2 separate regions of the Sus scrofa genome follow, and region 2 is linked to region 1. Evidence: chromatin contacts called from public Hi-C data. All regions are on one chromosome and are shown on one strand. Each heading gives the region's core, a stretch centred on a gene start, on an enhancer-like site or on the middle of the called end of the contact. The rest is flanking DNA. Distances are from core to core; before and after follow the strand shown. Region 1 overlaps TXNDC16 (thioredoxin domain-containing protein 16). Region 2 holds the start of GPR137C (integral membrane protein GPR137C).

What was found. Hi-C and Micro-C count contacts between places; a contact is called where the count stands out from the background.
Region 2: a Hi-C map of liver shows a contact between it and region 1, with 2.4 times the contacts expected there. The contact joins two enhancer-like sites. A contact is called at or near these places in 1 of 5 promoter capture datasets (fetal liver) and 2 of 47 Hi-C or Micro-C datasets (liver and skeletal muscle).

The regions. Positions count from the first base shown.
Region 1 is chr1:182,107,525-182,115,347 of Sscrofa11.1, reverse strand. It overlaps TXNDC16 (thioredoxin domain-containing protein 16), which reads left to right. Exons shown (of 21, transcript XM_021102004.1): 19 at 1,432-1,592; 20 at 4,018-4,208. Among named protein-coding and RNA genes, the nearest start is that of TXNDC16, 92 kb to the left of the region's middle. Within about 2 kb of position 3,042, at least 1 of the 83 cell types and tissues checked has an H3K27ac peak or open chromatin away from gene starts, as enhancers often do. A contact at or near this core is called in liver, where this site is marked.
Region 2 is chr1:182,201,531-182,209,223 of Sscrofa11.1, reverse strand. GPR137C (integral membrane protein GPR137C) reads right to left here and starts at 6,039. Exons shown (of 7, transcript XM_005659957.3): 1 at 5,291-6,039. The coding sequence starts at 5,716. It overlaps TXNDC16 (thioredoxin domain-containing protein 16), which reads left to right and starts at 6,176. Exons shown (of 21, transcript XM_021102004.1): 1 at 6,176-6,554. Within about 2 kb of position 1,788, at least 1 of the 83 cell types and tissues checked has an H3K27ac peak or open chromatin away from gene starts, as enhancers often do. A contact at or near this core is called in liver, where this site is marked.

The sequences.
Region 1 (7,823 bases), core at 1,793-4,292:
GAATCAATCAGAGGTGGTTGACACCATTAGAAAAAAATGTTCATTTGGATTTCTAATATGACAGTGAAATGGGAAGCTGGTGAACAGGATACCTGGGTGCTAGTTTCATTCAACTCTTCCTTCTGCTTAGGTGTGTGACTTGAGCAAATCAGCTTCTCTTCGTTGGCTTCCTTCTCTGTCAGCTGGGGATTAATTTTCTGACACAGGGTGATTTAATCTAGCTCACAGGTACATTCAGAAGATAAGGTAATAGATGTAGAACTAAAAATGGAAAATGGTAAAAGCCTTTAATATTCTAAATCACTGCTATTTTTAATCTTAAATGTTAACTTTGTTACTCTTTTCAATTCTTGTTAATAATAGCCTAGACAAACTCATCTTCTACAAATACATAAAAAAATGGTTGCTCTCTTATTATTATTATTATTCATCTTTTTGTCTTTTTAGGGCCATACCCATGACATATGGAGGTTCCTAGGCTAGGGGTCTAAATTGGAGCTACAGCTGCTGGCCTACGCCAGAGCCACAGCAATGCCAGATCCAAGCTGCGTCTGCGACCTACACCACAGCTCACAGCAACGCTGGATCCTTAACCCACTGAGTGAGGCCAGGGATCGAACCCATAACCTCATGGTTCCTAATCAGATTCATTTCTGCTGCGCTGCAGTGGGAACTCCTCTTTTTATTAGTAAAAAGAGTAAAAGGGCAAGATTTCTTACTACTTAGTAATTTTTTTTAAAACCCAAAAGATATGAGACATAAAATTTGTTAGCATATTATTTGGTTATTTTTAATTATGCTAAAAATTCTTAATTTTGAAACAAAGTAAGATTTTATTAATTTTTAAGTAATCATAGATGTTAAAAGATTATTATCCTTTTTTTTTGGCCACCCCTGTGGCATGCATAAGTTCCCAGGTCAGGGATCGAACCTACGCCACTGCAATAACCAGAGCCACAGCAGTGGCAATGCTGGATCCTTAACCTGATGAGCTGCAAGGGGACACTAAATGAGTGTGTCTTTAAAGCTCAGCATTTATTTTTTTTCAAAAATTTTATATTAGAGGGAAAATATAACAAGAGTTTTTGTCATGTATATGTTGGCTACTCTGGTCCAGATTTTAGCATAAGAAATTATTAGAAGTCCTATATCATTATAAAATAGGGAGCTCCTTTAATTTATTTTCAAATTCTTTTAATAGTTTCAATTTGAAGATAATGAACTCATTAAGGCAAAGGGGGCTTAAATTTAAGAAAAAACTCTTGATATTCTTTGTTTTTAATCAATATAGCAAAATCTCCACTTAAATGAAAATGTTTGAAGTACATTTTATAAACTAAAATTACAAAAGTGATTTGAACATTTTCTATTTTATGCATTATAATTCCCTATCTGCGTGGGTTTTTTTTGTTTTGTTTTGTTTTCAAACAGCCAGAAATCACTGTGGAAAATCTTCCTACTTATTTAAGACTTCAGAAACCATTACTCATCTTATTCAGTGATGGCAGCATAGATCCTCAGCATAAAAAAGTAATATTGATGCTGGTAAAAGAAAAACACTTGGATTCACTTACCCCTTGCTGGTTGAATCTGTAAGTATATTTTTAATACGTAAAATGTAAAGTATAATTATTATGGAATTTTCATTAGAAAATGAAGCTCTATAACTTTACCTTTGCAGTTAATATTATGGAACCAATGTATATGTCACCATGATATTTTAGTTACTAAACTCCTTCAGATGGTCTAAGATGACCATGTCTTAGATTGAATTTTGTTTTATAATAAATATTTTTTTTTGCTACATGATACTGTTTTTTTCAGCTTTATTAAAGTATAATTGACAAATAATATTGTAAGATATTTAAAATACACATTGTGATGATTTGATAAATGTATATTATAAATTTATAATAACTGTACATGGAAAAATTATCCATGCCATTAATATATCTGTCACCTCACATATTTATTATATATATATAAATTTGGGGGTGAGAACATTTAAATTCTACTCACTCAGCAAATTTCAGTGATATAGTACAGTATTATCAACTATAGTCACCATGTTACACATTAAATCTTATATTAATTTTGCAGCTGAGAAGTCTGTTTTATTTTATTAGGTTTTTTTTTTTTCCCCTCACCCTGTAGTCCCTGGCAACTTTTCCACTCCATTTTTATGAGTTGACTTTTTAAATAAAGATTCCACACATATAATACTACTATGTAGTATTTGTCTGGCTTATTTCACTTGGTGTAACACTCTCAAGTTTCCTCCGTATTGTAGCAAATGGTAGGATTTCCTTTTTCATGGCTAAACAATATTCCATTGCATAGGTATACCATGTGTTTTTAATCCATTTATCTATTGACTCCTAAATTATTTCCATATCTAGGCTATTATGAATAATGCTGCAGTGAACATGAAGATATTGCTTTAATATTTTGTTTTCATTTTCTTTGGATACATACCTAAAAGTGGGATTCTTGGTAGTTCTCTCTTTCATTTTTTTTTTTTTTTTTGGATACATACCTAAAAGTGGGATTCTTGGTAGTTCTCTCTTTCATTTTTTTGAGTAACTCCCATACTGTTTTCTATAGTGGCTGCCCTGATTTATATTCCTACCAGCAGTGTGTAAAGGTTTCCTTTTCTCCACATCTTTGCCAGGGCTTGTTACTTGTGGTCTTTTTGATAATAGCCATTCTGATAGGTGTGAGGTGACATCTCATTATGGTTTTGATTTGCATCTCCATGATGATTAGTGATGTTAAACATATTTTCATGTATCTTTTGGTCATTTTATGTTTTCCTTGCAAAAATGTTTGTTCAGATCTGTCCATCTTTAAATTGTTTGTTATTTTGTGATTGAGTTCTTTAGTTATTTTGGATATTAACCCCCTATCAGATAAATGATTTGCAAATATTTTTCTCCCATTCTGAAGTTTGCCTTTTCATTTTGTTGATTTTTACCACACAGAATGTCTTTAGTTTGATGTAATCCCATTTGTTTATTAAGCAATGGGTGCGCATTGAGGAAAATTTGGCAATACAGAAAAATAAACATTGTGACATTTTGGCATTTTTCTTTAGTTCCATTCTCTGTGTTTCTGTATTTTAAAAATTCAGCCTGAAACATTATTAGTGTGTTTACCAACATTTCCTGGTGTAATTTCTAGATGCGCAGCTTGTGTTACTACATTTAATGTCTCTAAAGACAGTTTATACACACATACTATCCATTGCTCAAAGTCATGTTATTTTTAACTCTTTTGAAAAATTACAAAAATGGGGCAGTGCACATTTTTGCATGAAGAGTTCACTAGCAGTACAACATACTACTTGAGATAAAATTTTCCCAGGTAGTTATCCTTGTTGCTATCTCAGAGTTAAATAGTATTTTCCATAATGTGGAATGTGCTACATTAGGAAAACTAGGTGTCTTAAACTTATGGTTTCCTTGTATGAACATACTTATAAAATTGTTTTAATTTGAAATTAATCCTGAGGAAAGATGTTTGGTTTTATTGGAAAAGGAGTATTTATTATAAGTATCTTGTTATTTTAAAGTTTGTAGCTTTTTAATTTTTGAGCTGACATGTGATCAGGTTTTGACTAAACTTTGGAAGTAACCTTTTGATTTTCTATCAAGACAAAATCAACGAGCCTTTGGACTACGTCTGTTCTTCATTAAAATTCTCATTGGAAAAAAAAACACTGTAAATCAACTATAATGGAAAAAATAAAAATCATATATAAAAACAAAAAAACTCTCGTTGGCTGCCTTTTTTCTCCTAAGAGAAATGCAGTAAGAACTCCATGTTAAAAGAAACTTTTTAACACTCTGATTACTAATAACATAGTTATACTATAACCTCTTGATTTTTAGGATATCTTTCCATAAACTGACTAGCATGATACTGTATTTAAAGGTTAATGATTTATAAACTATGGTTCTCATTATTTTGTTATAGAAAGAAATATTCACTACCATGTTCAACTATTCCTTTTTACAGGAATAATACTCCTGTGGGAAGAGGAGTCTTACAGGCGTATTTTCATGTCTTACCCCCTCTGCCTCTTCTTGTTGTGGTGAATCTGCATTCAGGAGGCCAAGTATTTGCATTTCCTTCAGACCAGGCTATAACTGAAGAGAACCTTTTATTGTGGCTGAAAAAATTAGAAGCAGGACAAGAAAGTCATATCAGTAAGTTTCCTATTTTAGTGCACATAATTCTGTATTTTGTTTCAAGGATTTAAAAACTTGAACTATAGCTAATAAATGCTAGAGGGAGTTGAATTGTAATATTTGTAAGTATTCTAAATATTCAGATACTAATAGCATCCATTGTTCACAGGACAGTCTCCTCTATGGTAGGTGTTGTTATCCACAGAAAATAACTCATTGTATTAAATTTAATAATAGCTATAATTTCCTGAATGATTCACATGGATTATCTCACTTATTCTCACGAGAGTCATAGGAAGTATGATTACCTGTAGAAGGGTTAAGTAACTAGTTCAAAGTCATATAATTAACCAGTAAATGTGGAAACTTGGATTTCTGCATGGCCCTACTGTACTCCAGAGCCAGACTTTGGAACCACAATAGATCTTGGCCTGGAATTTATGATGCTGGCTTATGACCTGCCATAGTCCTTATTTTTCTAAAGCTTCTGTGCATTTATACTTATTGTATAGATGTGTATGTTAATTTGTATCTAATTATGACAACAAGCCTGTTGCTATAACTTAAATAAGTTAAGGTATAATAACCTAGGTCATTAGTCTGTTGAGGAAATGGTGTGAAATTTGATGTAATGAAAAGTTTCTTAAGGTACTTCTAAGGATTTTTTTATTGGAAACCAGATGAACTGTATTCTAATTACATTTGACATTGTTCATGACAGAGTTCTGAAATGTGTGTTGTATGTGTGAATATGTATGTATCAACTCCACTGGTGTATAAACAGTGTATAAACTCCACATCAGTGTTATACTTTCAGCCAGCATGCATTGTATGAATCCATCATTATGTATATTTGTGTGTATTTGATCAAATTCTTGAATTTGTCCTCAGTGCCAATCATTACTGTACACCTGATCTTCCCAGAAGGTCTTTCTACTTCATTTCTGTTAAGTTAGGCAGTTTTAGCTAAATTATTATGTTTAAATAGTCTATAGATGGTATTTGTGTACTGAAATATCATTCATATACTATAAAAGACACCCTTTTAATGTGTATGATTCAGTATTTTTTGGTAAATTCACAAAGCTGTGGAGCCATTCTTCCTACTGCTGAATTTTAGAACATTTTCATCATCCCCAGATGACCCACTGGCAGTCATTCCCCATTCCCCTCTCTCTTCATTCCTTCACAACCACTAATTTACCTCTGTCTTTATGGATTTGCTTAATCTGGACATTTCATATAAATGGAATCATACAACATGTGGCCTTTTGTGCCTGACTTCTTTCACTCATTGTTACAGCATCAATCAGTAGTTCATTCCTTTTTATGGATGAATAAATTCTCCATTGGATGGATTTGCCCCATTTTGTTTGTTCATTGGCCAGTTGATGGACATTTGTGTTGTCTCCACTTTTTGGCTAGCATGAGTAATGTTGCTGTGACCATTCATGTACATGTTTGTCTATCAAATACAGCAGTTACCCCACTGACTTGAATGCAGCAGCTTTGTAATAGGTTTTAAATTGGGAAATTTGATTTCTCCAACTTTGTTCTTCATGTCCAGGATTATTTTGGCTGTTCTGAGTCCTTTTATTTATTTTTATTTATTTTTTTATGGCCGCACCTGTGGCATAGCAAAGTTCCCTGGCTAGGGCTTGAATCAGAGTTGCAGCTGTGGCCTACACCACTGTCATGGCAACAGTGGATCCAAGCCACAATTGTAGCCTATGTCACAGCTTACGGCAGTGCCAGGTTCTTAATCTGCTGAGCAAAGCCAGAGATCAAACTTGCATCCTCAGAGAGAAGGTCAGGTCCTTAACCTGCAGAGCCACAACTGGAACTCTTATTTTGGGTCCTTTTAGATGGTATTTTTAAGTCTTAATTATCAGAGATAATTTATTAGTTTTAATATTTTCCTAGGAAATGTAAAAATTTAATTAAATTGGCTATTTTGTCTGTCTTAGTCTGAAAGAAGCCTTTCTGTAGTTGCTGTCATTTGTCTCTGGCTTCTTCATTCTAGGCACACAGCATAGAGGTCCTTTCCACTGTAGCTCTTGAACTCTTCAGACAGTCTGCTTTCTTTGTCTGCATTGCTATTTTATAGAAGCAGCTGAATGTTGTCATTTTGCAGCTGCTGTGACACAGAGGCCTTGTGGACTCCAGGTCAGATAGAATTATATGTCTTTATATAATTATATATGTCTTTATATAATTATATATGTCTATATAATTATACACACACATATAGACATATATCTAGACATATATCTATATATGTCTCTATATATAATCTGTATACGTCGAGCCAGCATACCTCTCCAATTGAATTGCTTAAAAAAAAAAGTGGTGTGATATTCAAAGACAACGAAACCTTGATTACTAACTGTGTGGTTTCAGGGAAGTTCTTCTTCCTCCTTTACAACTTTAAAGGAGCTTAATAGTTCCTACTCTGAGTGTATCACAGCTATTTTAAAAATAAAATAAAATGAAGGATGCAAAAGCATACATTTTAAAGTATAAAACCTAAAATATTATTATTATCCAGGTAAAGATCCTTTCTTACAGGGAGCATCCTTGGGGGCTTTGATGCCTCAACTCAAACCATTACCAAGAGGAATGTATCAGAATTACTCTTCTGAGTTTCCTGAGAGACTGGTGTATTTTCTCAGGCAATTATGTTAATACTTTGGTTTCCATTATTTCTTTGTTATCACTGCTACTGTTCTTAAGTTATTCCTGCAGGCTTTGCAGCAGGGAAGAGGCAAACCAAGCAAGGCTTTTCTGTATCAGGTCCTGTCTTCTGGGCTGGCAGAACCTGCTCTCACCACATTTTGGGAGACAGATCTGAGATAGGGATGTTGCAGCTACACTTGGAATAGCCTGCATCTGTAATGTGGTACCACAGGTGTCTGCCTCACCTTACTTGCTGAACATCTTAATTTCTATGAAATTGTGACCACTGGCTATTCCTGTTTGAGATTTACACCTTGGTGAAGCCCTCTGATATTTCTAGGCCTTGATCTTCTCATCTATAAAATTGGGATAATAACTGTATTTACACGTCATGGGGTTTTAAGAATTCAGTTAAGTCATGCCTGATACATAGTAAAGCCACAATAAATGTTAGCCATTATTATTAGAATCATTATTGATTTGATAATAATGTCTTTATTGCCCATATGTGATGAGAATACAGTTTTATTTGCAATTGAAAACATTAAGATCTTTGTAGAGTTCCCTCAACAAATAATTAGCAGGTTAGGATGTCCAGTTTCAGGAATGTTGTCACTGTCTTAGACCACTAGGCTGCAGTGTTTACCTTAAAAAATAAATACTGGGAGTTCCCATCATGGCTCAGTGGTTAAGGAATCCAACTAGGAACCATGAGGTTGCAGGTTTGTGGGTTAAGGATCCGGCGTTGCTGTGAGCTGTGGTGTAGGTTGCAGACACGGCTCGGATCCCGCGTTGCTGTGGCTCTGGCGTAGGCCAGTGGCTACAGCTCCGATTCGACCCCTAGCCTGGGAACCTCCCTATGCTGCGGGAGCGGCCCAAGAAAATGGCAAAAAGACAAAAAAAAAAAAAAAAAAAAAAAAAAAAAAAAACCAATAAATAAATATTGGGCTTTTCTTA
Region 2 (7,693 bases), core at 539-3,038, 95 kb before region 1:
GTTCGTGAAGAGTTATGAAGTGTTTCAAAAATATTAAATTACATAGAATGTAAGGTGTTATAATCATGTCTTTTGAAATAGAATAATAATCTCGAACTCCTGCCTCACAGATGATCTCAGGAAAAACAGAATCATGTTAATGGATAAAACAATTTAGTAGATTCGGACAAAAAATGTTTCTAATCACATTTATGGATAAAAGTCCAACATTGACAAAATCACGATTTCCAGTTAATAGTAACGGACTCATGATGTGAGACTTATTTGTTTTGCAGACTTTTCTGTTTAATAGAATTAGTTGAAACCAAATTAGCAAAGCCCTAATTCCCATGGGCCATTTGCCATGATACAAAAATAGTTTTGCTAAGCAAAACTCTAATATGTTAAAGTGGCTTCATTAGTAAGGGTTTTACCTGTAGTAATCAGAATTAACTAATTACATCAAGAAAATATAAGAGAATCTTAGCATTCATATCACAGGCAATCTTTTAGGCAGAAAATATAAGATCCCAGAAAGTACACAAATAATTTACCTCATGTGTTCATCAGAATTAAGTTAATCCTCAAATTTTATTTTATTTTTTTTTGCTTTTTAATGCTGTACCTGTGGCGTATGGAGGTTCCCAGGCTAGGGGTCTAATCGGAGCTACAGCTGCCAGCCTACACCACAGCCATTGCAATGCCAGATCCAAGCCGTGTCTGCGACCTACACCACAGCTCATGGCAATGCCGGATCCTTAACCCACTGAGCAAGGCCAGGTATCAAACCTGCAACCTCAAGGTTCCTATTCAGATTCGTTTTTGCCACACCAGACAGGAAGTCCAACCCTCAAATTTTAGATGGCTAAATATTTTCAAGATTTTGGCCGTTTCAAGGTTGTCATTCAACAGTATATAACCATTGTTCTTTTCTTTTTTTTTTCTTTTTTTTTTTTTTTTTGTAGGGCCCCATCCATGGCACATGGAAGTTTCCAGGCTAGGGGCTGAATTGGAGCTGCAGCTGCTGGCCTACACCACTGCCACAGCAAGATGGAATCTGTGCCAGTGTCTGTGACCTACATCATAGCTCACAGCAACGCAGGATTCTTAACCCACTGAGGGCAGCCAGGGATCAACCTTGCATCCTCATGGATACTAGCTGGGTTCGTTATCACTGAGCCACAACAGGAACTCTTACCATTGTTTTATAAGATTAAAATATGGTAAAATAATTTCTTATCCTTAAGGTGTTTCTATTGGTAAAAATACTCTTTAATTTTTTTGTGTGTGGATATTTTTTAGGGCTGTACCCACGGCATATGGAGTTTCACAGGCTAGGAGTCCAATTGGAACTGTAGCCGCCAGCCAATGCCTGAGCCACAGCAATGTAGGATCTGAGCTGTGTCTGTGACCTATACCACAGCTCACAGCAGCGAGGGATCCTTAACCCACTGAGCGAGGCCAGGGATCGAACCTACAACCTCATGGTTCCTAGTCAGATTCATTTCCACTGTGCCATGACGGGAACTCCCAGTAAAAATACTTTTGTAAGAAATCACAGAACAGTATAACAAAACCAAAATACCTATAAGTTTAAGTTACTTGACATTCCATCAATATTTGGAAAACTGTATCTAATGTCAGGGACAAGGATAGTTATCCACGAATGTACGTGTTAAGATTCTGAATTTAACTTTTCTAGCTGTTCTGGCATTATGATTTAGTCATTGCATTTTACCCCGATTAAGCAACTGGCACTCATGTTACAACATTACAAGCAAAAAAATGTCAATACAGGTCTTGGAGATGAACTCATCGATTTTGGCATGCACCACAGTAGTCCAAAGATAGTATACTATCAACTCTCACTCTAAGTCCTTTTACATGTTCCAATGGTAGATAGCATATTTTATCAGATAGTCTGTTTTAAAGACTGAAATCTTCTCTGGTAAAAGTATAGGAGTGTGAACCTTTCACTGGTAAAGTACGTGTTCTGTTCATCATGCTGGAAAAAGCACAACAGGTATTTTTAGGTTAGTGTACAGTTTTTTTTTTTTTTTTCAACTGTGTGCTTTCAGGAGGTAAGTATGGTAAGTCTAATTATTTCAGAATGGGCTACTTCCACTTATCTCAATTCCATTTCAAGTGCAGTCAATAAAAGAAAGAATGGTTTGGGCAGTCACAACTTTTTGAAAACTTATTTTAGAAGAACTACTAAAATGTGTTCAAAATAGTAATGGTTGTTTTACTAGCTTTATTTTTATACTGCTCTCTAGTTCTTTGTAACTAAGTCCTGAAAGTTAGAATGTTTTTAATTAGTGAGAAATGAATAAAACAAATACTTTGAAGAGGTCAAAAATAAAATGAAATTGATATTTAATATGACAGATAGTAAAAAGAGCGATTTGGTAATCAAGAAGCACAACTATTCAAAACAGATATTAAGAGCCTTCGGTTTAAAAAAAATCAAATGTTAAGTTTTGTATTTTTCACCATATAGACTTTCTCTAACACTTTGCTATAATACAAAGAACTCTTTGATAAAGCTTCATTCATTCAGAATGACAAACAGAAAGTGTACTTCCAGTTACTTGGAATTGATATAAAATTTGATTTTGGAGTTCCCACTCTGCAGCAGCAGGTTTAAGGCTCTAGTATTGCCACTGCTGTAGGGTAGGTTGCAGCTACAGTTCAGATTTGATCCCTGGCCCCAGGAACTTCCGTATGACACAGGTGCGGAAAAAAAAAGAAAAAAAATTTGATTTTTTTTTTTTTTTTTTTGGCCATGTCTGCTGTGGCATGTGGAAGTTCCTGAGCCAGGAATCAGGGATCGAACCTGTGTCACCTCAGTGGCCCAAGGACTGCAGTGGCAATGTCAGATCCTTAACCTGTTGTGCCACAAGGGAACTCCTCACTTAAGGAGTTATACTCTTTTAAATAGAGACTTCCTTGTGTTTTTAAATTTAATTTTTTTAGTGAATAGAGAAATGATTTCTGGTTAAAAATGTATCTTTAAATGGGTTGAAAGTTTATATTTATAAGCATAGCTATGCATCTTAAAACTGTTAATTTTATTATAAAAAGACAAGTATAGACAACCTACACTCTTTCTAGGAGACACTGCAAAAGATAAAAAGCTTTAGACAAGCTTCTTTCTAAATGAGATTTCCAAGGTTAATAGAATGTATTGCTTTCTAAAAAGTACATTACACATACAAGAGATCCATGTAACAGGAAGACTTTTAGACATTTAAATTCTTCCTCGCTAGCTTAGAATAACAAGTGATCGAAAAGTCTGAAAACTCAATCCGGATATTGTGTAGTTTATGCTGTACAGGTATATTTTAGAATTTTGAACTTAAAATATAGATTTTTTTTTTCCTATTGTGATAATGTTTAGTCACTTTGTGTTTACCTCAGGGTGAGAGGTATGACTGGGAGAGGGCACAAGGTGGCCTTCTGGTGCACTAAAAATGTTGCACACCTTAGTCTGGGAGCGTATGCATATGTAAAATTTCACCTAGCTGTATACTTAAGCTTTATATATTTTCTGGTGGGATATGTTCTATTTCCAAAAAAAAGTAAAAAGAGTGTTTAGCTACTTTATGAAATATCCACCAACTATTTTACAATTAATTACTAATAAGATTTTATAAATCAAAAGGTATAGGGGAGAAACAAATTATCTGATTGATACTCATGATGTAAGGATTGCTAGTCACTCTGAGGTAAATAATATCTGAAGCTAGAGGAAAGCTTTACTGATGAGATGTCACTGGTAGTCTATCAGAAATTGTGTTAGGAAGAATGCAATGTATCAGTTTAGCTATAAAGGATAGAGGTGTTATAACAGCTTAACAACTAGAAGATCAGGACACCTTCAAATAAGTGACATGACAACAGCATGTTTATTTGATTTATGATTACCTACGCTTTTTATTTCTGCTTATTGTTTTGGTTTTTGTCATTGTATTGCTTGGACTTCCAAATGATGGGGCATTCAAGTTGAATTTGTTACATACTCTGAATTGTTGTTTTTAGCAGAGTTAAAAGCTGAAGTTATGACTGTTCTTTTAAAATTATGCATTCTACTTCCTAGCTATTAGGAGTGAAAAGAGTTGGTTTACGCAGGAAATATAAACACTTAATCTGCCTCAATTTTTTTTAACTTTTGTTCATAACTATGTTAATTCTCATCACCTCCAAAAGCCTTTGAGAGGATTAGCTGCAGAGACCAATATTGTTCTATATTAGTCAGTATTAAGCATATGATGTCATCTTGTTTCCTCCCCGCCTCAAGCTTTTTTTTTTTTTTTCCAGAGGGGAGGGGAGGGGGGATTTTTTTTTTTTTTTTTTTTTTGCAATTCTCAAAATTCCTTAGCTTAAATACCACTAGCTGGCACACATGATTGACAACCTTACACTCTCAAACCTGTTTGAAATGGGTCAAATACCTAAGTGCTGCAGAACAATGCAATCCAACCAGCAATTCCTCAAGAAAGAGAAAGGGGGTGTGATTAGGTTCCAGCTATTAAGCAACTTATTGCAAAAACAGTTTGGTGGTTTGTTTCTGTAACAGGCGCAGGCTAAGCTAATATTTTATCTCTTAATTAGCTTAAACAAACAAACAAACAAAACCCAGGCTGCAAAAAGATAAGATAAATACCCAAAGCATGAAGCGACTGGGGCAAACACTGGGATTTTTTTACGGAGGTCTTTATACTGACCCTCCGCTTTGGTTATTGATAATTAACCCCGCCGGGGAACCAACGAAAGGAATCTGTGTGAGGCTTATCGAGCCACGGGAAAGGAGAGGCAGGAGGGAATATAAGCTTCTAATAAAAGAAACGCAGCAACAATAGCAGAGGAACAGCTCTGCCTGGTGACGTAATGGCTGGCAGCAGTCCAGCTTCAGCAGAGCTGCTGCTACCTCAGCATCCAACCTCTCTCAACACAGTCCAGCTTCGGCAGAGCTACCGGGGCTGCTACTTCTTGCGATGCCACTTTGTTGGTACCACCGATACCTTCCCTTACAGGGCCAGGACGCCGAACAAAGGCTGGTCCTGCTCTCTTAAGTTGTCGGAACACACTCTCACTCACTCATCCCCCTCCAAGCCCTTCAGTCGCCGAGCCGATCGGCGGCTCAAGTTTAGGGCGAGAAGCCTGGCACACAATCCGGGCGTACCTCAGTCTCCCCGGGCGACTCTCGGTCCGCACCTCCCTACCCCAGCCCCCACCGGTCCCTAGCCCAAGTTGAAAGCTGCGGCCCCGTTCTCCCGCCCGGCCCAGCGTGCCGGTCCTCCCGCCTTACCTCCGCCAGGTAGAGGTTGAGGAGACAGAGCGTGGAGAACTGGAGACAGGAGGGGAAGCAGTAGAGCAGCCAGTGGGGGAAGAAGTGCAGGTGAGCGGGCGGCCGGAGCAGGGGCAGGGAGCCGCTGAGCGAGAAGGCGGCGGAGAAAAGGGTGGTCCTGAGCGCTGCCCACAGGAGACAGAGAAAGAGGCAGAGGCTCTGGTAACTCAGGCGCCGCTCGCGATACAGGAGCAGCCGCCACAGCTGCAGGTAGGCAAAGGCGAAGAGAGCGGCGTAGAGCAGGGCGTGCAGGATGCTCAGCGCCAACTGTACCGAGCCCGGCACCGCGGCGCCTGAGGCAGCAGCGACGGCGCCTCCGCCTCCGCCGCTCCCGCCGGGCGTCGAGGGCTCGCGGCTGGCCGCCGGACCCGGCACGGACACCCTCATGAGGGGGTTGTGGGGCGGGCGAGGGAGCGCGGGAAGGAAGGGGCCGGACTCGGAGCCGCCGTCGAGGGGAAGAAGGATGACTCCCTGACCCCCCACCCACCCCAACCTCCAACCCCAGGAAGCGCCGTGACAGGACCTGGAGCCCCGCGGAGAGCAGCCGCGGCTCCCCGGACCCCGCCTCCTCTCCCCGCCCCACCCCCCCGGGGGTCTCTGCTCCTCCTGCAGCGGCTCCGCTCGGTAGCTGCAAAAAACAACTCTCGGCTGGAGACAATCAGCTGAGAAACCCGAGCATTTGAGGCGCTCGCTCCGCACCGTGGGCTCGCGCGGATTGGCCCAGGTGGGCACGCCCCCTGCGCGCCGCACTCGGAAGACTACAGGCGGCAGGACCCGTCGCTCCAGGGTCTCACGATCTGATTGGACGCTTCCTTTCTCCGCTTTCTCCCTCCTCTTCACTTCCCACCCACACTGTCGATTGGCCCAGCAACTGCGCTGCCCGCTCGCGCCGGCGGGCGGACTAGGTTGTGGCCTGTCACTGGGGCTTCTCTCACTCCTCCCCCTGCGCTTCCCTTTGGCTGGAGAGGCCTCACGTAAGGCCCACGAGGAGAGGGAGGAGCTTCGCGGCTTGTTTTTTCCCTGCCGGCTGATACAGCCGAGCTGTGGTGGCTGCAGGCGTGGAGGGCGGGAGCGCTGCAAACTCGCAGGTGTGGGGAGCGGTTCGGTGCAGCGAAGCAAGCGGGGCATGACCCCGCCTTCTGCTTCTTCTCTTTCAAGTGGCGGGAACTGTCGGCCAGCCGTCCGGGTCCCAGCCCGCAGGTCTTGTCCTCCGGTCTCCGAGTAGGTAGGTGGCAGCGCCGCTCCTACAGGCGACGGGCTGTGGTTTCTGCCTGCAGAGATTCAGCCCTGGTGGCTCTTCCCCGGCAGGGGCCGCACCGGCTAACTCTGGAGTTTGGCTTAAAAGGGGCCTCACCTAGATCCTTCTTTAGAGACGTTTTTGTTTCTTCTCCCCCCCGCCCCCCGGGGGCGTGAGCGGCAGTTAAAACGTGAGCCCTTCGTGGGGAGGGGGCAAGGGATGAGGCGAAGGCTGAACAGAAGCGCTAAAAGACCCTTTCATCCCTCGGGAAATGTCCCAGAAAAAAGAGTGATACTAGGATGAGATGGATATGGACGCGATCTCCGAGTAGGGGAAGGTGGGTCTTTGAAACTTCGAATTTGAAAAGATGCTGTAGGCATAAGTTCAGTCAACCAGGCAGAAACAGAATTATAAGCCTTTGATGAATGTCTGGAGAGGAAAAAGAATAGTCTGTGCTTCTTAAATTCCCCATGTATTCCTTCAAGCCTTGGTCTGGTATGGGGTGGATGGCTGCGCTATTTTTAGGGCTCAGAGAGATACAAAACAAATGCTGTATGTCACATGCTGCTGAAAATTAGTGAAAATAAATAGATCTAAATAGATCTTCCACGTATATTGAACTAATATTTATTGACTTTTTTTGGGAAGGTGTTTGGTAAGGAAAAGAGCAAAGTAGTGCAAAGCGATGAGAGAATAATTTGTGTTCCCCTTAGAATGGGTGGCACATCCAAATTAAGTATCCCCGTGAAAGACTGTTAGATTTGCTGGTGCAGCCAAGACTCAGCCTTTCCTAACTCACTATTCTAAGGAGAGTGTTGGTACCTTCTTTCCTAGCTACCTGATCCACGGGGGACTTAAAAGTTTCTCGTGTTCCAGGTTCTGGGACAGAAGTTCACTCAGGCACCAGATGCTGCTCTGTTCTGGGTTCTGTGTAGGTGTGCTGACAAACTGTGATATACATTTAGGCGCTATTATCTGAAATCCCTCTGATAAACATTCAGCTGAGCAGGTTGTGTGGTGCAGGCTAAGGGTACAGCTTGGCTGTAAGAGGTTAACAGGCCTAATCCAACATCAAGGCTGTAAAGAAGGATCTCAGATTTATTGGAATTTAAGACATTTGCCTCATG